2 separate regions of the Mus musculus genome follow, and region 1 is linked to region 2. A link is a contact called in public HiCAR-type data. All regions are on one chromosome and are shown on one strand. The core of a region is the stretch at or near the end of the contact, and the rest is flanking DNA. Distances in the headings are between cores, read along the strand shown.

Region 1 (4,903 bases), core at 2,347-4,846, 310 kb after region 2:
CTGCAGGATTGCTGATTTAAAGACAAATTGAGTTAAATGTGTATCCCATAATAGTGTTGGCTTGGGAAGAAAAAAAAAATCCCATGCATGTCTCTGAAGACTTAAATGAAAAAGAATCCCTAGTAATGGCACAATTCCATATTAGTGGCTGATCTTTACTGTTTGACCTTTGAGAATTAATAATGATATTTTTCATATATCTACATAACCTCACAGAGCTCTAGGCCTTCAGTCGACCAACAAAGCACAGTAGTTATTATTCACTGATAAAATACTGACTTTTTGAAATCTTTAAATAGTTATACTTTTTATATGTGTAATCACAAACTTTTGGCCAGTGACTACAGGGCAGGAGCTATATGTATTTATTGCAGCAATATCTTTGTATTTTCTTTGAGATAGTTTATCACAATATAGTCCATTGATCTCGGACATTGAATCTTCCTGGCTCAAGCACTACAGTTCTGGGATTGTGGGTGTGTTCCACCACCACACCTGGGTTCAAATCAAGCTTTGAAAAATTTGTCAGACCCTCTTGCAGGTGCACAGGAAACGAAGTAGTATTATTAGTTTAAAGAAATTCATGACAGCTTCATGATCAAAAACTGGAAAGCACACTGTTGCACCTGCTATGCATCGAAATTAATGTCTGATCTCATGTGTTTGCAACGTATAAATCACTGTTGTTTCCAGAAAAACAAGAGCACAGCCGGATATCTATGAATGAACCATCATATTTCATGACTCTTAATAATAGCAAGCCCCATTGTTGTTCAGTTGAGTTCTTTGTCTTTGCACAGGCAGACTCCACCTCTTCTCTTTTATCCATGTTTTAATCGAAACAATAGAGCTAATTTTATTACCCAGGTGAAAAGTTTTAACTCTGATCTTCTCATATTATCTGACCTTATGTGAGCTAATGAACTTCTCCAGTCTCCAGTATGGGTGATGTCAGTGTCTCCCTCATGTAGAGCTGGTGTTTGATAAAGTCCAACAAAGGATCAAATATGTGGCACTGTTTAATGAATTATTGTTCCATTTCTCCTCCCGTATGTTTTATTACTTACTCAGAATCAGCTTTACAATGTATTTTGATTTATAAACAAAACTAGCCTTTATATTTCTGACTTAGACTATGTGGGAATTTAGAAACATGAGAAAAGAACATGTCAGAGAGTCAAAGATCTGCCCCCCCCCCCACCATTCCTGATGCTACCACTCACTGTGAACTTGGGATACTTCATTTCACCTCAACACTCACAGACATGCAATCACTTATAGTTATAAAGCAGAATGCCATCAGTATGGAAGTATTTTAAAGATATGAAATTATGAGTTGTGGGATCAAGAGTTATATGGTTTTGGGGAAAGAGATAAGAATATTCAAGGTGGACAAAGGTCATTGGCTGAAGGCTCAGGTTCTGAGATGCTTCATTAGCATGGAAAGAAATTCCAGAAATCTCAGGTGCTTGCTGATCAGGTGCATATCTGGAGAAAGGAAGCTCAACCTGTAATCTAAACAATGTAGCAGGTACTGGGTAGCGATTTCGAGCTTCCCAGACAATGTCAAAGGAGGAGAAGCCTTTCTAGTAAAGGAAGTCTCCCATTTTGTGCTGAGTTCAGAACGCTATCCAGACAATGGCAGACTCTAACCTTAATATTGTAGCAGGGTTCCTCCATAATGACTGTTTATGATAACATATAGTTTGACTGGTTTTTTTTTGTTTGTTTTATTTTATTTTGTTTTAAAAGTTTTTTTTTTTAAAGGATTTTTTCTTTTTGGTCTTACTCTATTCGTTTTTTTCAGTTCTGACTTCTACGCTAATCTTATAGCACAGCAGTTCTCATTTTTCCTAAGGCTACTACCGTTTTGTACAGTTTCTTATGTTGTGGTGAACCCCAACCATAAAATTATTTTTGTTGCTATTTCTTTAACTCTAATTTTGCTGTGGTTATGATTCATAATGTTAGTATCTGTGTTTTTCTAAGGTGTTTGGTGACCCGTGCGAAAGTGAACATTTCTTGTTTCTTTGAAGACTGAGGTTATAATGAAGCTTTGCTGAAGCAGACACAGGTGAAAGAATGTTTTGCTTTAGCAAACACATGACAAGACACATGATGTTTAGAAAGAATATAAATATGATCGACCTCACAGACACGGGGAGATGGAGCATTGGTTTGCTTTGTTCTCCCTCATAGTCTTTTTCTCATGACACATATGTATTGCTTTGCTTTACATTGTGTTGCTTGGCTTTGTTTGTGCTGACTTCATAGGGAGGAACTGACCAAAGAACTTCTCATGAGATTCCTGTGGCTTCTTGCTGCTTCCACAGACTCAGCCTGATTGGAGAGCCTTCAGTTTCTTCTCAATTGAACTGCCCTTGCTGATTTGCGTGTGGTGTCTGCCAAGTGGACTAGACTGTAGCTGCTGGTTCATGTTCGGTGTTTGCTAGTAGACTGAGAACAATGAATATTGCAATCTCCCCCAAAGAATTATTTCTAAATGGGTCCACTTCCCTGTATCCTAATAACCTTTCTTTTCCACGATATCTGGTGGGTGGTGGCTTAGAGGGAAGGTTTAACATTTATTAAAGTATGTTGTGAAAAATATATGGCTACAGATCATTCTATCCCCAAAGATATGTTGTGACCTATGAACGAAACTCACCACCTTAGATAGGAAGACTTCTTTCTTGGTGGAACTCAATTTTATAAAAGCATTAACATCAGGCTTGGAAGGGACCTTTCATGTTATCTAGCTGAGTGAGGATACTGCACCCATGTCATGGCAGATGCTACCTGAATGACAGGGGCACTTCCTGAAGCAGCATGCTCCTGTCATCAGGAGATTGCTATGCAATTATTCTCTGCACTTAAACTAAACTCTGACCTATTTTTCAACTACATCTTGATCAAGGTCCTTTTTTAAGATTTGCACAGAATTACTTGATATTCTCTATCACCAGAAATTTAAAAATGGATAACAGATCTTATGAGTGTCTTTCTTTATTTCTCATATGCAATGCTTTTTGGCATATCGTAAATGTATTCTCAATGAGGGTTCTATAATCAATATGGCATTATAGAACAATATATCTAATAATGAAGAAAGTTTTAGGGTGGTTTGTAATTATTTATATGTACTGCAGAAGACAGAGAATTTCTTTTTTCTAAAGCTACAGGGACCCTATATTCTATCTCATATGTTCTTCACCAGGGTGGAAAATTCTGCTGAAGAAAAGCCTACACAATGATCAACTAAGCAAATGCACACATTAAGTTAATTATTTGGAGCTCTTCAAGTATATGCTCAATGTAAAACTAACAAACAAACAAACAAACACAGCATGTGGAATAGAAATAATGCTTCTCCTACCATTGAGTATGATTATGAGTAAGTGTGTAGGGGGAAGGGGAATCAGAGGCATAAAAAGTAGCCCTCAGGACTCATCTAAAATGCACATTGTTGTCCTGGGTCCCAATTCTAATTTCTGAGGCAAGGGGAAAAACAAGAGGTGCACAAGGTTACCTTTTGCCCTGTACCTCTTGTTTGAGTGGCACAATGTTACAGAGGAGAAAGGGTAGCAAGAGGTGTGGTGGCAAGGAAGAGGAAGTGGAAGAGGAGGAGAAATTAACAAGAGAAAGGGAATGAACCACAGGAGATCCTATTGCTTTTAAAAATCAAACTTGTTAAAAGCACTGGAAGTTCTTTCAGAGGATCCTGGCTCAATTTCCAGCACACAAATGGCAGTTCACAAATCTCCATAACTCCAATTCCAGAGGGTCTGCCACCCTCACACAGACATATCAGGTTTAAAAAACACATTAGATAAATTATTTTTAAAAATCAAGAGTTATCATATAAAATCTTTATATTCGACTTCTTTTGAAGAAATGGAAACCCGGGCAATAGTAGACCTTCCTTGTCACTCATCAAGTTCAGATGGAAAAGTCCATGGGAAGAAACCTCTCCAGGCAGTGCTCCAGTATTTGTAACACAGTAGGCTCTCTGCTTTCAGTCTATAAGTGTGTGAAAATCCAAGTAGTGAGTATTACTTCCAGCCTATCATTCTGTATTTTAAACATGTTTTTGTTTTTAAATTCTTCATTCAATCAAGCATAGCACACACAGACCACAGTTTTGCTTTCTTGGATGAGTACCATTCTGGCTTGTTAAGTCACCTCCAGCAGTCACTGAGATTTCTTACCATTACCTTCAAACCTCCAGTCCAAATTTTCCAGAAAATTTTTCCTTTCTTGTCATACACAGGCTTCCTTAAAGAGACACACCCTCTTTTCTGAAGTACTCACTATGTGTTGTAAAAAAAAAAAAACTTATTCCAGTTACATGTATGTCTACAGGCTAAAACCGTAGCCCATGCTTCCCTTCTTAATGTGAAAGTGTTTGGTTCTTGGTAGCTGGTTCAAATGTCTCCACCTTCCCAATAAATATGCACTGGGAAAAACATCCTCATTAGGAATCAAAGAAATACAAACAAAAAAATACCATTGAAAAGAAGCCAGACATTGTTACCTATCATTTATGTCTTGATAAATTTCACATATATATTATAGTTCATAACAAAATTAGAAAAATAAAAACACCCTTTGCTCTTCTTTTCTTCCTTGCTACATAGACTGCTGGGCCATGCATTACCAAAACCATGTTGATATAGCTTTGTAAAACAGGTGTTGGAGCTGATAGCCAAATGTTAGAAAAAGGAAAGTTCCTCTTTGGAGAAACATTTCTTTCATTTTTAGAAAATTATTTTACTAATTCACTTTACATCCCCCACACTGTCTCCCTCCCAATCACTCCCCCCACAGTTCTTTGCCTCATCCCCCATTCTTCTCGTAGCCATTACTCTCCTCTCCCATATATCCCAACCCTAGCACATCAAGT
Region 2 (4,733 bases), core at 772-3,271:
GGGAGAGGCACAGCTGCTGGGAGTCATATGCACCATAGGCCCAGAAGCAGCAGAGGTTGTAAGACTGCCAGGGCTTACCCATCCCTCTACTGGAGGACATTGCCAACACCAATCAAGAGTTTTAATTGATTCTGCCTTTGAGTTTTCTCTGATCATATTTTCACACGCACTCTTACCTACAGCTCATGTTCCGTTTAAACTGAACTGTATGAAGTAGTGTTGGCACTAACTGGATCTCTTTAGATTCTATTTTAGAAGCTGGAGTTGCACACAGTCATTGATTTTCACAGATTACTAGTACACATGTATATTAGGCATTATGTATCCACTCTGCCAGCACACAGATGCTATAAAGGCTCATATGATTTAAATGTGTTTGCATATGCATGATATTAAAAATGGAGGAAGATTGCTTACAAATAAGAGAAAATGGTCGGCTTTTAATTGTAAGGGTTCTTGGCATGGCTCAGTTAGGCATCTTCTAGAGAAATCTAGATTTTTAAACACACAAATAAAAGGAAGGGATGCAGAACCCCATCCCCCACATCCTTTTTAGAAGTTCATCTGCATGTCCTGTTTGCTTCAGACATGGGTAAGAGAACAAAGAACCCAGCCAGCACAGCCTGCTTTAGTATAAACAGGTAAACCAAGGCTTGCATTTCCTAAACAAGTCCCGGCAAGTCAGTCTTGTCCAAGCCAGGATTATCTTTATTTGGCTCTGTACCCTCCCTTAGAGACACTTAAAACCCACTAATTACTTACTTTCTACTCTTTCATGATCTCTATGCCCAGACCCTATACCCTCAGCAGCAAGCAACCTATCTAACCACTCTGAAAAAAATCTCATATATTTGTCCTATTAGGCTTTTTTCTCCCTGGTCTGCCTAAACAAAGCTGCCTTGGGACTTGGGCATATTTTTGAATCACCGAGATGTTTGTTACCTGCCCTCAGTTGGCAGATTAGGTAGGCTTGGGTCCAACCTGTGGATTGGCATGTCTAGCTAATGTTCCCGTGGCTGATGTGTAGGCCACACTTCAGACCCACTGAAAAATGTTGTCCTTCTTCATTTCAAACTATTCCTCTGGAGGTAAAGTAATGTAGATGTTGAGCTAGTTATCACCAAGGGATCTTTGTTTATTTAAATAGTTGCTTCCAACATGAACAGGTATCCAAGGGTAAAAGTGGGTCAGAGTCTGGGCAGCAATTCTCATGCCCCTCCCTGTTTCACCATGCCTACCAGGTCCTCCTTCCTACCCAGCTTTCCCTCCCACCATTTGCATTTTACCCTTTCTTACACTCTCCAAATATCAGCAAATCAACAAACATTACCAAACTCACAGAGTCAAGAATACAAGGGGAAATTTTTCTTAAATGGTCATGACAGAGAGACAGATAATCATAGAAGCACTAAGAAGTGTACCCCCAGAGTTACGAAGTATGTGGCCCTGTAAAACAGTACCATTTGGCAACACATAGTAGCAAGAACCCTCTTCTTCAAAAATTATAAATTTCTTTGTGAATATGTGTATCAATATGTGTTAGTTCATGTGTGTGTATGTTTGTGTGTATATGTGTGGTTATACTGTGGTGGTAGTAATGTGTGTGTGTGTGCCTGCATTTGTGTGTGTGCCTTCATATGTGTGTGTGTATGTGTGTGTATGTGAGTGTGTCTGAGTCTGTATGTCTATGTCTTATGTCAGACATGTAGAGCTCAGAGGACAACTCTTGGAAGTCGGTTCTCTCCTGCCACCCTGTGTAATCTGGAGAAAAAACTCGGCGTTAGAGTCTTCTTTCTAATCTTTCCTGGTTTGGATCAGCAGGATGGATGACCTCCTGGTGAGAATCTATAATTCATCTAGAGTCTCCAACTCCCTGTCTGGCCTCTAAAATGCCAGTCATGGAGGAGAATCTGTTTGCAATCTCTGATTCACCAAAAGTATTAGCCTTAGGCCTTGCTTGACTAGTCTAGACACTGTGGCAGCTCCACCTTCAGAGGGGAGGACTCAGGAAATACTGTCTCATTTGGTTACTCATGAGAAGCCCTTCCTGTTCCCACCCAAGGGAGTGTCTCTAGTCAGAATTTTCTTCCCAAGACAGAGCAAGTTAATCCCAGAAGAGAGCAAAAGACAATGAATGGTCCTCTGCACTTACTCCATTCTCCCAAGTGAAGCTCAGTCAGCTAGCTCAATTTGCACATGAGTCTATTCCTCAGTAGCCCTCAGGGTCTCTTCCCACCCTTTTCTGGGAAGCACCTTCTCCCCTCCTGGCTCCACCCTTCACTATTCAACACCTATTGGGATGACCATTATGGATTCTATCCCTCCTCTGAATGGTTGGTGATATCACTGGGAGAAAAAGTGGCAAAGAATTATTCCTTAGATGAAGGTTTCCACTCCATCTTTCTCACAGGCTTTTGAGGGAGAGGGGTTTGTGCTTTGTGGCCCACTTTGGAACATAATGATAGTGTTTTCTGCTAAATCCGCTTGCCTGGTCAGCTTTGGTAGTGTGCCTGTGCGCTGAATGATAATGGTAAAGAGGATTTTCTTTATTTTCTAATATGGAGAATTAATGTGTGGCAATTCATCTACCGCACTCTGTGCCTTTTTCAACAAGACTTTTATTAGAAAAGTAAATTCTTAGCCTCACTCCCACCACGACACTTAAAAAGTCCTCTCATTATCCCTGCTTTGCTAAAGAATTCAGGGGGAGAACGGGCTTCTGCTCCCTCATTATTTCTAGGAGTAGGTTTTGACATAGGATAGAGAAAAACATCTTAGAGATGAGACTTCCTATCCCTTAAAGGCTGGCCTCTTTCTATGTCACCAACTGCACATTATTTTAGCAACTTCTCTTCAATTAACACAGATTTCCTGAAGGGTATAGACTGAGGTGTTGGGGGAACAGCTAATAAAATGTATGTCTCTATCCTCCCCCTTCTCCCCCTTAAGTCCTTTTCCCAGAGAGTGGTTTAGAGAGGCACTTGTCTTGCTAAAAACTGCTGAGTTTTATTTTACACTAATCACACCTGGCATCTTTATGTGCTAAGGATAAATTAAGCACGTTGTGAACACAGGGTGGAGATAGCTTTCTCCATTTATGCTGTATTTTAGTCTATATTCATTATGTATAGAAACATACCCACATTTGTGATTTGTTCTTATATTCTCATTCTCTCTCTCTCTCTCTCTCTCTCTCTCTCTCTCTCTCTCTCTCACACACACACACACACATAGACACAGCATATATGCATCCTTACAAAACATATTAGAATCTTTGGCATTTTGTTGACATTAGGCAAAGGCATCAGTTTGATACTTTCCAATGAGCTAATGTAGTCATTTAAATATTCCTAAAATTACTCAATCCAAAATTTGATGTTGCAGACTAAAGACACCAGGATCTAGAATGACTTGCTTGAGGGGTTATAGACACTGTCTCAATCCTACAAATTTGGTAATAATCAAAGTTATAACTCTGAAGCGTCTGAGATGACTAAACAGCTAAGGGCTCTTGAACCAACTTTTGATTGCCAACACCCACATAGCACCTCACAATTTCCTGTAACTCCAGTTCCTGGGGATTCAATATCCTCTTCTGGCCTCTGTGGGCATCAGGCATGTGATACACATGCATCCACATAGGCAAACACTCATACACATAAGATTAAAATTAAACAAACAAATAAACAAACCAGAACACATGTGTTAGACAGTAGTTAGTTCAGGGCACTTTCAACCACATGTCACTCTTCTAGTAATGAAATGTTAAGCATGCATATAACAATTTGTATTTTTTTTTTTTGGCTTTGCATTACTGTTTGTATCTTAAGTAGTTTTAAAATCCACATACTTTCACATTTTCAAAGTCATTTGAATTTGGAAAATGATTTTAAAATTCCTTAATACTGTCCTCTTAACTTGTACCTTCAAATTTTAGTATTTTTGAAGGCCATAGGACAAAACCATCAAAATAACAGTTTACAATATCATGAACTAAACTAAACCTAAGTAAGACTTTTCAGATTTTACACTTTTTTTCGGTACCAGACTCACTCCAAATCTCATATAAAAGTTAGGGACTTGCTTTGTATCCTATTCCAGTCTATATCAGATTCTCAGTATTTCAGGCTCTTTATTAGATGTAACACCTTAAAGTCCACCAATCACATTGTTTAATTGTACTAAACTTGGCTTTGTTTTATACCCTTTAATGACTGAAGTCATTAATAGATTTTAACTTGTTACATATCTTATAATCGATGTTATAGTTTTAACTTAACAAAGCATGTGTGTGTGTGTGTGTGTGTGTGTGTAAGAAAGGAAAATGTTAGTGCTTATTAAGTTAAAAATATAACATTAATTATAAAATATGTCCCAAGTTGAAATCTATTAATGACTTCAGCCATTAAAGACGTAAGACAAAGCCAAATGCCATAAATATGATATATCTCTATATATAGATATTTCTGGCTGTCTCTATCTAATCTCTCTCTATCATCTAGATCATCTATATCCATATCTATATCATCTATATTTATATCATTTATATAGATAGGTAGATAGATAGGTGAATAGAGAAGCTGTGGTATAGCTTCTTTAACTGTTGAGTCGCAACAACTATCTCAATTTTCATAAATGAATGTGGAGGTTGTACAAAACTTGGCAACAGTAATAGCAATTCTAAGTATGTGATGAATACAAATTAATCCTCATCAAACAAGCATGTACTAGAT

The links. HiCAR-type assays count read pairs that join an accessible place to other places.
Region 1: a HiCAR-type map of embryonic stem cells shows a contact between it and region 2, with 6 times the contacts expected there. The contact joins two enhancer-like sites. A contact is called at or near these places in 1 of 484 Hi-C or Micro-C datasets (the 3T3-L1 cell line), 1 of 115 datasets of contacts at active chromatin or transcription factors (embryonic stem cells) and 1 of 9 other capture datasets (embryonic stem cells).

The regions. Positions count from the first base shown.
Region 1 is chr2:141,574,810-141,579,712 of GRCm38.p6, forward strand. All of the region lies in intron 6 of Macrod2 (mono-ADP ribosylhydrolase 2), which reads left to right. Among named protein-coding and RNA genes, the nearest start is that of Gm25583, 63 kb to the right of the region's middle. Within about 2 kb of position 3,597, at least 1 of the 459 cell types and tissues checked has an H3K27ac peak or open chromatin away from gene starts, as enhancers often do. A contact at or near this core is called in embryonic stem cells, where this site is marked.
Region 2 is chr2:141,264,755-141,269,487 of GRCm38.p6, forward strand. The region is part of intron 5 of Macrod2 (mono-ADP ribosylhydrolase 2); the gene reads left to right. Among named protein-coding and RNA genes, the nearest start is that of Gm25583, 370 kb to the right of the region's middle. Within about 2 kb of position 2,022, at least 20 of the 459 cell types and tissues checked have an H3K27ac peak or open chromatin away from gene starts, as enhancers often do. A contact at or near this core is called in embryonic stem cells, where this site is marked.